Linked DNA regions of Sus scrofa: region 2 is linked to region 1. A link is a contact called in public HiChIP or PLAC-seq data. All regions are on one chromosome and are shown on one strand. The core of a region is the stretch at or near the end of the contact, and the rest is flanking DNA. Distances in the headings are between cores, read along the strand shown. Region 1 has its middle 41 kb from the start of PPARG. Region 2 has its middle 5.7 kb from the start of TSEN2.

Region 1 (6,159 bases), core at 1,148-3,647:
ACAATTACACGAGAGCTGGGATATTTGTTTTGTTCATATTTTATTTTATTTTATTTTATTTTTTGCTTTTTAGGGCCACACCCACAGCATAGGGAGGGAGGTTCCCAGGCTAGGGGTCGAATCAGAGCTGTAGCCACTGGCCTACGCCACAACCATAGCAATGCCAGATCCAAGCTACATCTTTGCCCTACACCACAGCTCACGGCAATGCCGGATCCTTAACCCACTGAGTGAGGCCAAGGATCAAACCCGTCTCCTCATGGATGCTAGTCAGGTTCGTTACCACTGAGCCACAACAGGAACTCCTGGGTAACTTCATTTTTGATTGGTTATACATGTAATCATATGATTTCACATTTAGAGAGTGCTTTCTTCCCACTCAGTCTCTACTTGTCTATGCCACAGTTTAAATCCTCATCTAAATTGTCATTTACCTATCCTTCCAAAGGACTCTTCCTTAATTATCTCAAGCACCAAAAAAAACTAGCTTAGCCTTTGATATTAATAATATTTACTGAGCACAAGTTCTGTAGCAGGCTCTATTTTAAGTGCCTTTCATACATTATCTCATTTTATTCTTCCAACAAACCATAAAAGGTATACACTATTATCTCTATCTTGCAGACAGAAGAAACTCAAACTCAGAGCGGTAAAAATAGCTTGCCAGGTGATAAAACTGGGATTTGAACTTGAGCAGCCTGAACCCAGCCACCTTGTCCTGCCACTTTAACAAGAGCCTAATTTTCCAGTATTTAACTTGCCAGAGAGTGAGCTACCTACACGCCATGCTCCTAGCACCAGTCCATCTACACAGGTGTAACTGTGGAGTAGGTCTAAGCTTTTAGTTGTTCTTGTTCACTGCAAGTTGGTTGATGTGTCTTGTAAGCAATGAGCAACTTGACAGTACTTATTCTCATTACTTGATAACAAGGTAAATTAATTAGATCAACCAAATCTTTCATATATATTCAGTAATACCACCATCACTTAAAACCAACCATTGTTAGGAGATTCTTTATTTCCATTTTTCTTTTTCTCTTAAATGCCTCTTAATTCAAATAAAGTCATTTTATTTTGTCATCTCAAGATATAGACATTAATTTAATAGCAAGTTTTATATGAATATTGTAAAAATCTAGGGAAGAATGTCATTGGTTCATCTGGAGTCTGGCTTGGAATAGAATCAATCAGCAGTTTGGGGAAGAGGAAAGCAGTGGCAGACCCATGTATTTTGTTCAACGGGATAAAAATTAGTCATTTGGAAGTGTTGTTACACTTTTACCTTCCCCCAATACAGCAAAGAGAATTTTCATTTGCCAGCACAATACCCCCTTCCTCCATCCTTAGAAAAGTTGGTTTTAAAAGGTCATTTCCTAGACTTTTGTAATGAAGCATCAGAGAATGAGTAGAAAATAACTGGACAGAAAAAGCTGGAAGAGATTTAAGTTGTACATGATAAAATGCTGGGAAAGAGAGGAAGGAGAGGTGAGGACATTACCAGGCAGGGAATAGGGAAAGTATTTAGTTGGCAGGGCTTTGACGAAGAAGACACTTTGGTGTGGGGTGTGAAAAAATCAAAAGGAAGGGGGCAAAATGATATGGGAAGGGTTGCCCATGGCATGCATTTTACCTCCTTGAACACATTTTCTAAAACTGGAGTAGAGCGTGGAACCTTTTTTTCTCTAATGGGGAGCAAGGAGTGGTCCAATCATCTGTTACATTGATTGTGCTTCTTTAATTCTTCAGAAGAAGATGAGTAGTCAGGTTAGGTGATGTTGAGTTTGAGGTTCCTGAAGAAACTCAGAGAGGGGTGTTCCCCCCAAAAAATGGGAGATACAGACTTAGAAGTTTTGAGAGAAGATGTGTGGTTAGAGATGAAGTCTTGGGAGCTATTAGCAAGTAGATGTGTTTACTGGTAACAGTGAGGCCAAGAAGGAACTTGCAGAACTCATAAAACAGAAGAACTCAGCAAGAAGAGGTACCAAGAAAACAGATTAAAATAGTAGTCTGATGGTAAGGCTAAGAATTCAGAGAAACTGGTCACTGGGCAGTTAAGGGAGGAGACAGTTTCAAGAGTAGATGATAGAATATCAGATGAAAACAGAGGCAGAAACAGCAGGTCTGGAGCCAGCTCAGACCAGCTTTTGAAAGTCAGTTGTTAAATTTTCAGGATTTTTGAGAGCCAGTTGTTATCCTTAGCCATTTTTAAAAATTACATGGTGTATGCCAGTGATGAAACAAGTTGTGTTAGAAACATAGGTAATAACCACACCAGCCGCATGGCCTCTTGATGATTTTCCGTTGCCGAGGTGTCAATGTGGATTGCATCTGTATGGTTGTGATACTGTGTAACATGGAGTGCTCTTACACCAGCATTTCCCGACTCTGCTGTCATGGATGTCACGTTGGTAGCCTGAAATCAGTCACAGTGGGAGTATTTACACCACAGAAATTGGCAAACACTACAAATCAGAGCATTTTTCCTGCAAGAAGAACTAGTTGCTAAACACATACCAGCATATTATTGGACAAATAGAATGAAAAATAAGGAAAAAGTCTTAGGGATTTAGCAAGAAGACTACTTGTCACTTTTCCTAGAGTTTCACTAGGAAGTTGGGTGAGTTGTAGAGTGAAAAAATGTAAAGCGAGAAAACATATTTCAAATAAGGTTGCAAACTAGTGAGTTAAACAGCTAAGCAGATTGTATTGTTGGTACTGTTTTTTCCTTAATTGTAAGGCTTACAGAGCATATGCAATGCTAATATACTTTGTAATCTCCAAATGTGAACCACATATGCAAATTCATTTTGTGATGGAAACTTTTCCATTGGAAAATCTAAAAGAATCCAGTTATCTATAGTACACTTTTTGAGAGATGTTGCTATAATATTTATCACTTATATCTATAATCTAATATAAGGCACAAATGAAACTTTAAACAGAAAAGAAAATCATGGACTTGGAGAAGAGACTTGTGGTTGCCAAGGGGGAGGGGGAGAGAGTAGGGTGGTTTGGGAGCTTGAGGTTAATAGATGCAAATTATTGCCTTTGGAATGGATTAGCAATGAGATCCTGCTGTGTAGCACTGGGAACTATGTTTAGTCACTTATGATGGAGCATGATAATGTGAGAAAAAAGAATGTGTACATATATGTGTAACTGGGTCACCATGCTGTACAGTAGAAAAAAAAAATTGTATGGGGGAAATAATTAAAAAAATAATAAAGTAACCATGTAACTGAAAAAAAATTTTTCTCAGTGCAGATGATATTGATTGTGGAGTTCTCTTGTGGCACTGTGGGTTAAGGACTCAGCATTGTCACTGCAGTGACTCAGGTCCCTGCTGTGGAATGGGTTCAGTCCCTGGCCCAGGAACTTCCACATGCCATGGGCACAGCCAAAAAAAAAAGAAAAAAGAAAAAGATATTGATTGTAAGTTTAAGAAAAATATTCTTTTTATTAAAGTTTCTTAGTTTTTTAAGGAAATATTTTCAAGAATGGATGTTGAATTTTATTGAGTATTTTTAGGGGCATTTTTTGAGATAGCCATATGGTTTCTTTTCAAATTTGACCCAATGTTGGGAGGAAGTGGGATGGATTGGGAGCTTGGGGTTAATAGATGCAAGCTATTGCTTTTGGAATGGATTAGCAATGAGATCCTGCTGTGTAGCACTGAGAACTATGTCTAGTCACTTATGATGGAGCATGATAATGGGAGAAAAAAGAATGTATACATGGGTCACCATGCTGTACAGTAGAAAAATATTGTATGGGGGAAATAACACTAAAAATTTTTTTTAAATAAAATAAAATCAGTCAGTGAATTTAAAAAACAAACAAATTTGACCCAGTGTTAGAACATATTATTTTAATAGTTATTCCAGCATTAAATGTTCTTTGCCTTTCTGAGGTAAATCCAGCTTGATTTTTGTGATTTATTCTTTTAGTATACTGTTGCATTTGTTCATTATCATTTTATTTATATGTTTTAGTTAATGTTAATAGTGAAATTTGTATTTTTGTCTTTGTTCTTGTTAGGTTTTGAAGAATTAATTTAGACACTGTAGTTTTTTTCCTACTCTGAAACAGTTTTTGTCACAAGAAAATTATCTCTTCCTTAAACATTTCAAAAAATTTATCTATAAAATTATCTAGTCCCAGAGCTTATTACGGAAGTAATTCTTTGATAAATTTTCAATTGTTCCATTTGTAATTATTTTCATATTTCTTAAGTCAGCTTTTACCATTTATACCATTGCATACACAATAGAGTCAATTGCTCTTTGGCCTGCATTATTATATATTTAGATTCTGGTAAAAAGCCTATCTCAGATATAAAAATCTTGGCTAGGAGATATGAATAGCCCCTCTCTAATGTGGGTTCTGTTGAAATGTAAGGAGCTTGTCTGCATGCATCATAGCCTATTTCTCTGGCTTATATTGATGAGTAGAAGGATTTATAAACTAATGAATATAAACCAATCTGTATTTACCTGACCAGATGGAGTACATGCAAGAAGTAATCCTTGATGTATATTGCCCCCAGAATGATCTTATTTCTGCCCTACTTATTATATTTTAAGTCTGAAACTATACCTTCTATGGTATAATGCAGTTCTTCTTGGATACAGAAAGCAGATTCCTGATTTTACCAGGAGGAGACAGTTTTGGGAAAGAGTATAGGATTCTTTTTGCCTCTGAAAGTCATAGGGAACTGGCCCAGTTTTCTGTTGATCCAACTCTTAGGGCTACAAGCTAGGAATCAATACCATTGCCAAAAATATTTACTTTCTTCCCATCTATTTCTTAATGAATTCATACTCATTTCAAAGAGAAATTGGAATGGGTGTCAAGAAAAGCTAGTATTACTTAATCTTAACCTGGAGTCAAACTCTTTAATTTTTCAGATAGAGATTTTGTTCACATTTTTCTTTATTAATACTCTTTTGTTTTCACATATTTAAGCTCTCGTTAGTTGGCTTAAAGGTGAAAAAAGTCAAAGTGGTAATCCACTATAGGCAAAGTTGTTTCTCCTGGATTATGCATGTTATACATAATGAATAGTCTAGCAAATAAGAGAGCGTTTCACATAGTCAATTGCTGTGATATAGATCAGCAGCCAGAAAGCAAATCACTTATAGGCCCAATACCCTGATGAGTCAGCTCTTTCTATAGAAGAATATGTCCCATTCTGACAACAAAATTGTTACCTGATTGTTGATATTGAGTCTACATTAGGAAGTTTTCAACTTCCAAACAGAAGTCCTAAACAATACTAGGGAAACAAATAAAACACATTGGCTATAGTTCATAGTCTTTCAAAGTAGAAATAGCAAAATGGGAAAACATTTTATATTCATGATCCGCTATTTTATGGCATGCATTGGGTAATAGAATAGTTTTTGCAGATTCCACATGGCAAGGCACAGAGTTGAAAAAGAAAAAAAAATTAAAGTTTGATTAGGTTAGACTGTGCAGGATGTTGGGTCTGGATGTTGTGATTTTTAAAGGCCCTGATGATAAGACTTTGGCACGGGGTGCTGTTTTGTCTTTATGGAATGTACAGCTATTCTAGGATCTCTGAGCCCTTGGTAAGAGCCAAGGATACGAATCCTTAGACCTTTGGCACATTTACTTAGATCATTTGCTCTCTACATCTTCCTTTTAAAAATCTACTCCATATTTGGAGTTCCCATTGTGGCTCAGTGGAAACGAAACTGACTAGCATCCATGAGGATACAGGTTTGACCTCTGGCCTCACTCACTGGGTTAGAGATCTGGCATTGCCATGAGCTGTGGTGTAGGTCACAGACATGGCTCAGATCCTGCGTTGCTGTGGCTGTGGTGTAGGCCAGCAGCTGCAGCTCCAATTAGACCCCTAGCCTGGGACCCTCCATATGCCATGGGTGCAATCCTAAAAAGATTACCAAAAAAAAAAAAAAAACTGCTCTAAATGGAATGTGCTGTATCTGCTGTCCCTAAATATTGTTGACACTTTTACCTTAGACTTTACAGCCATGTACAGTCTGGAATGTGCTCATATTTTCATAAATGTCATCTTTGTTCAATATAGCTTTGTCAAACATCTGCCTTTTGCAGTTATTAATCCTTTTAAGATCTAGTTTTTCTTATGTCTGCCCAACAACATAGATACGATTA
Region 2 (5,362 bases), core at 2,045-4,544, 150 kb after region 1:
GTGAGTTAAGGATCTGGCATTGCCGTGAGCTACAGTGTAGGTCACAGATGTGGCTTGGATCTGGCATTGCTGTGGCTGTGATGTAGGCCAGCAGCTGCAGCTGCAACTTGCCCCCTATCTCGGGAACTTCCATATGCCACAGGTGCAGCCCTAAAAAGAAAAAGAAATAAAATAAAACATAAAGCTAAAAACCCTTATCTACTATCCAAGTTCCACAGATAACCAATTAATTTGGTGCATATCTTTCCTGTTATTTTATTTTTATTTTATTATTATTATTATTATTATTATTTTGTCTTTTTGCCATTTCTAGGGCCGCTCCAGCAGCATATGGAGATTCCCAGGCTAGGGGTCAAGTCGGAGCTGTAGCCACCAGCCTACACCAGAGCCACAGCAATGTGGCATCCAAGCCGCGTCTGTGACCTACACCACAGCTCACGGCAACGCCAGATCCTTAACCCACTGAGCAAGGCCAGGGATTGAACCCACAACCTCATGGTTCCTAGTTGGATTTGTTAACCACTGAGCCATGATGGGAAGTCATCTTTTCTGTTATTTTAAAATAGTTTAGAACACTTGTACATACACTCAGTACTTGATGCTCTTTTTGGTCTTTTTTTTTTTGCTATTTCTTTGGGCCGCTCCCGCGGCATATGGAGGTTCCCAGGCTAGGGGTCTAATCGGAGCTGTAGCCACTGGCCTACGGCAGAGCCACAGCAACACGGGATCCGAGCCGCGTCTGCAACCTACACCACAGCTCATGGCAACGCCGGATCCTTAACCCACTGAGCAAGGGCAGGGACCGAACCCGCAACCTCATGGTTCCTAGTCGGATTCGTTAACCACTGCGCCACGACGGGAACTCCTGATGCTCTTTTAATTTGCACAAAAGTTATCATAGAATACTGTTCTACTTCTTGTCTTTATCACCAAACATGTTTTTGAAATCTTTCTATGTCCTAAGTGTAGAAAAGCTAATTGATTCCTTTTTCATTGCTGAATAGTATTCTACTTTATGAATCCTTTGTACCACACTTTATATGTCCGTTCTTCTAAGGGCAGACATTTAAATTATCTCCTTTTTTTTTTTAATAAACCATCATGCTTTGATTGTAAAACAAAACAACTTTGTATGTGTTTCTTTGGGCTTCTATGCCCAAGTTTCTCTAGGCAGTTTACCCAGAAGCCAAATGTGTTTGAATAATAACAGGGAGAAGTGGAGTTCCTGTTGTGGCTAAGTGGTTAATGAATCCAACTAGGAACCATGAAGTTGAGGGTTCGACCCCTGGCCTTGCTTAGTGGGTTAAGGATCCAGCATTGCCATGACCTGTGGTGTAGGTCACAGATGCAGCTCAGATCCTGTGTTGCTGTGGCTCTGGCGTAGCCAGTGGCTACAGCTCCAACTTGACCCATAGTCTGGGAACCCCCATATGCCCTGGGCGTGGCCCTAAAAAGACAAAAGACAACAAATAAATAAATAAATAAATAAATAACAGGGAGGAGTAGGCTTACCTGGGATCCACTGCCCCCCCCCATACTTAACTCCAGTGTGACCTTGGACAAGTCATTTCACCTCTCTGCATCTGTTTTCTTACCTGTGAAATGGGTGTGTGATAATCCCTGACTCCCTGAGTTGTCAGAGAATAAGTGAGACTGTCTCTGAAAAGCAGCTGGAACTGAGCAAATGATAGAAGGCCAGCAGCTCCCATCATCCATGCCACAGATTTTTCTAGCAGCCAAAGCAGGACTTCAAGGCAGTGCCCCACCCTTTGCACCTGAGACCCTGGGCCCAGCAAAGCACTGCCTTGGGGGCTTGTCCAGCCCACCCCTTACCACCTGCGGCCAACCATCTCCCTGCCCAGCCTGCTGTCAGCTTGGTAAATAATTGAGCAAATGTGCCCCTCAGTGTCTCAGCGTCCTCGCCTGTAAAATGGGATAATAACATAACACCTACCTATCGTGAGATTTAAATGCTAGAGAATGTCTGTGCAGGGCACTTGTTAAAACTGAATGCCCTTTCTAGCATATCCTGAACACTTTCTTTTCCCTTCAAAGCTGAGAAATTATCTTTGGTTTGTCTCCCCAGCAGGGGGAAGCTGGGCTGTATCTTTGGTTTGATTTTGGTTTCCAACCCTTGCATTTTTTTTTTTTTTAGGGTTCTAGATTTTATTGTAATGAACAGAACTACTACAAGTCTTTTAATAGAAGATTTCAAAGAAAACTTTAAAAGTACTTAATCTTCATTTTATGTGTATTTTGACAACTTTGCCCTAAACAGTATCTATGCTGATTTCAAGTCTTATCTAGAGTGTAGTTAGTATATGATAAACTACTTAAATTTTTATATACTATACTTCATGTTGAGAACTAATTCCTAGGGAGTTTCCTTGAGGCACAGCAAGTTAAGTATCCAGTATTGTCTCTCCACTACAGTGTCTAAGGTTGCTGCTGTGGTGCAGGTTCAGTCCCTTGCCCAGGGAACCTCCACATGCCATAGGTGCAGCCAAAAAAACACCAAAAACCAAACCAAAACAAAAACCCCCCAGACAAAAAAAAACTTGTATTCTAAAGTCCAAGATGAATTTCTTTGAATTTGGCTCCATATGGGAATCTGGGAAAATTAATATTACATATTCTGTTTTGTAGAATGTCAGAATTTACATTACCTAGAGAATCTGCTACTATTACTTTGGTCACCCCGCGGCATATGGAGTTCCCTGGCCAGGGATCAGAAGGTGCAAGCTACAGTCGTGACCTACACTGTAGCTGTGGCGACGCTGGTTCCTTAACCCACTGTGCTGGGCTGAGAATTGAACCTGCGTCCCAGCATTCCAGAGGTGTTAACGATTCTGTTGCGCCACAGCAGAAACTCCTAATTTTTTAAAGTAAACAAATCCAGGACATTCAAAAGTAAGTTGTTTAAAACAGGAAGATTGCACAAAACATAAAGATCGGTCTGTTTGCTACCATAAAACAACCTATTTTTATTGCCTATCTTTGTTTATAAAAATTAAAGCCTGGTTTTTTAACCCCTTGCATTTTCTGTTGCGGATGCCGTGGGTGAAACACCTGGAGCCTTGGCTGGGTCGCTGTTCTTGCTGTAAATTGGCGTCCCCTAAGGCTGGGTGCTTAAATTTGCTAAAATATCTCCATCTAGTGGCCTCGCTTGAGCACTGCAGGGTTCGGCCTTCGTCTGGGAAAAACAATGCGGCGACAGCTGGGGCCGCCCTGCCCAGCTCAGAAACGCTGGTGGCTCCCCATTGTCTACGGGGTAAAGTCCAAACGCCATGCCTGGAATTCAAGCGCCTGCTCGATCGGGCCCCGCCCTGCCTATCAGACCTTATCAGCCGCTTCAACCTCCTGCACCGCTCGCCCCGCCCCGCTCCTCCCGCCCCAGAACTTCCAGGCCCACAACTCCTGGCACGTGGGCGTGCCCTCAGCCCCCGACTGCCATCTCCCTCCTCCTACACACTGTCCCAGGGCTCCCCCTTCTCCCAGGCTCAGCTCAGAAGCCTCCTAGGTCATTCAACCAATCTGGGTCTTTCCTGGCCTCCCACCAACACTTGCTGAGGTCGTTTTTATTATTTCCATATTTAAAGCTGTGCCTTGTCCATGCGCTGCCCTCCATATCCAGTACATTGGATTAAAACGAATGCACACTCTGTAGCCTCCTGAATTTGGATCCTCACCTGGCCTCTGCTAGGTCATAGCTCCCAGGACCCAAGCAGAGCGGGAACCTCAAAAGGGAATTGCTGGTGAGAACACCTGTCTCACAGGATTGTGGTGAGAGTTAAGCTAGGATGCACAGTGGTTGGCACCTAGAAAGGCCCAATAAATTGTAGAGTGATCAGATAAAATACAAGATACCCAGCTGAATTTGAATTTCAGATAAATGATTTTTTTTAAGTATAAGTATATCCCAAATAGTACATGGCAGTTCCATGTTACCTTTCACAGACATATGATGTTAAGGATTGTGTATTTTGTTAGATGTGTTAATGATACAGAGAATGAATATATATGTATATATATATATTCATACACAGTACGTGTATATATATACATACACATACACACTCATACACAGTCAATCCTCATTATTGGTAGATTCTGCATTTGCAAATTCACCTACTGGCTAAAATTTATTTGTAATACCAAAAATCAATGCTCACAGGGCTTGGTCACCTACAGACATGCACCTGCATGGGGGAGAGAAAAATTGAGGGTCCCAGTATGCATGCTGAAGTCCACAGATACTGTCTTATTTCAGCTCTCATTTCATAAACAAGTATGCTAATGCCACTTTTCCACACTTTTGTGCTTTGTGTTGGTGATTTTAAAATAGATCCCAATCAGGAATTCCCAATGTGGCTCAGTGGTAACGAACCCGACTAGTATCTATGAGGATGCTAGATACGAGTATCCCTGATTCTGCTCAGTGGGTTAAGGACCTGGTGTTGCCATGAGCTGTGGTATAGTTCGCAGACACAGCTTGGATCTGGCATTGCTGTGGCTGTGGTGTAGGCCAGCAGCTGAAGCTCCAGTCTGACCCCTAGCCTGGGAACTTCCATATACTGCAGGTGTGGCCCTAAAAATAAACATTTTTTTTAAAAGGTGGATCCCAAGCAGAGTGCCTTTCACAGACATATGATGTTAAGGATTATTGTGTATTTTGTTAGATGTACTGCCATGTACTATTTGGGATATACTTAAAAAAAATCATTTATCTGAAATTCAAATTCAGAGTGCTGTCTAGTGTTCCTAAGCCAAGAAGGCCGTGATGTGCCTTGCACAGAAAATACATATTAGATGAGCTTTGTTCAGGTGTGTGTTATACTCATGTGGGCCCTGAGTTAGTTCAATATTAACGAATCGACAGCAGACACTAATTACAGTGTCTTTAAACAGAAGTACACATAAAACAAGGTTATGTATTGATTGGCTGATGAAAATGTTGTGTCCAGAGGCTGGCAGGAACCTGTCCCTGTATTTGCCCTAGGAGCAGTGGTTAAGTAGTCAGTAATTCAGTGTTCCTGGCCGCTCTAGAACTGCTGTGAGTAATGAGAATTAACTATATAAATATCTATGTAATACAATTTAAATTCACACCTATTAGAGATACATACTGAAATATTGAGTGAAGTTATATGATGTCTGGAATTGCTTTAAAACACACCAGCAATGGGATAAAGGTGTATATCGGGAGAGCGTAAAAGAAACAAGACACTGCTAAGGCAAGCTCAGGGAGGACAGAAACCTCCCGTGGAGCAGAAGGGCAAAAGCTCGCTTGATCTTGATTTTCAGTATGAATACAGACCGTGAAAGCAGGGGCCTCACAATCCTTCTGACCTTTGGGGTTTTA

The links. HiChIP or PLAC-seq counts read pairs in DNA pulled down with a chosen protein or histone mark.
Region 2: an H3K27ac HiChIP or PLAC-seq map of alveolar macrophages shows a contact between it and region 1. The contact joins two enhancer-like sites. A contact is called at or near these places in 1 of 47 Hi-C or Micro-C datasets (fetal heart ventricle) and 1 of 2 datasets of contacts at active chromatin or transcription factors (alveolar macrophages).

Annotation. Positions count from the first base shown.
Region 1 is chr13:68,320,169-68,326,327 of Sscrofa11.1, forward strand. It overlaps a transcript of PPARG not described here. Among named protein-coding and RNA genes, the nearest start is that of PPARG, 41 kb to the right of the region's middle. Within about 2 kb of position 2,398, at least 1 of the 83 cell types and tissues checked has an H3K27ac peak or open chromatin away from gene starts, as enhancers often do. A contact at or near this core is called in alveolar macrophages, where this site is marked.
Region 2 is chr13:68,472,392-68,477,753 of Sscrofa11.1, forward strand. No RefSeq gene overlaps it. Among named protein-coding and RNA genes, the nearest start is that of TSEN2, 5.7 kb to the right of the region's middle. Within about 2 kb of position 3,295, at least 34 of the 83 cell types and tissues checked have an H3K27ac peak or open chromatin away from gene starts, as enhancers often do. A contact at or near this core is called in alveolar macrophages, where this site is marked.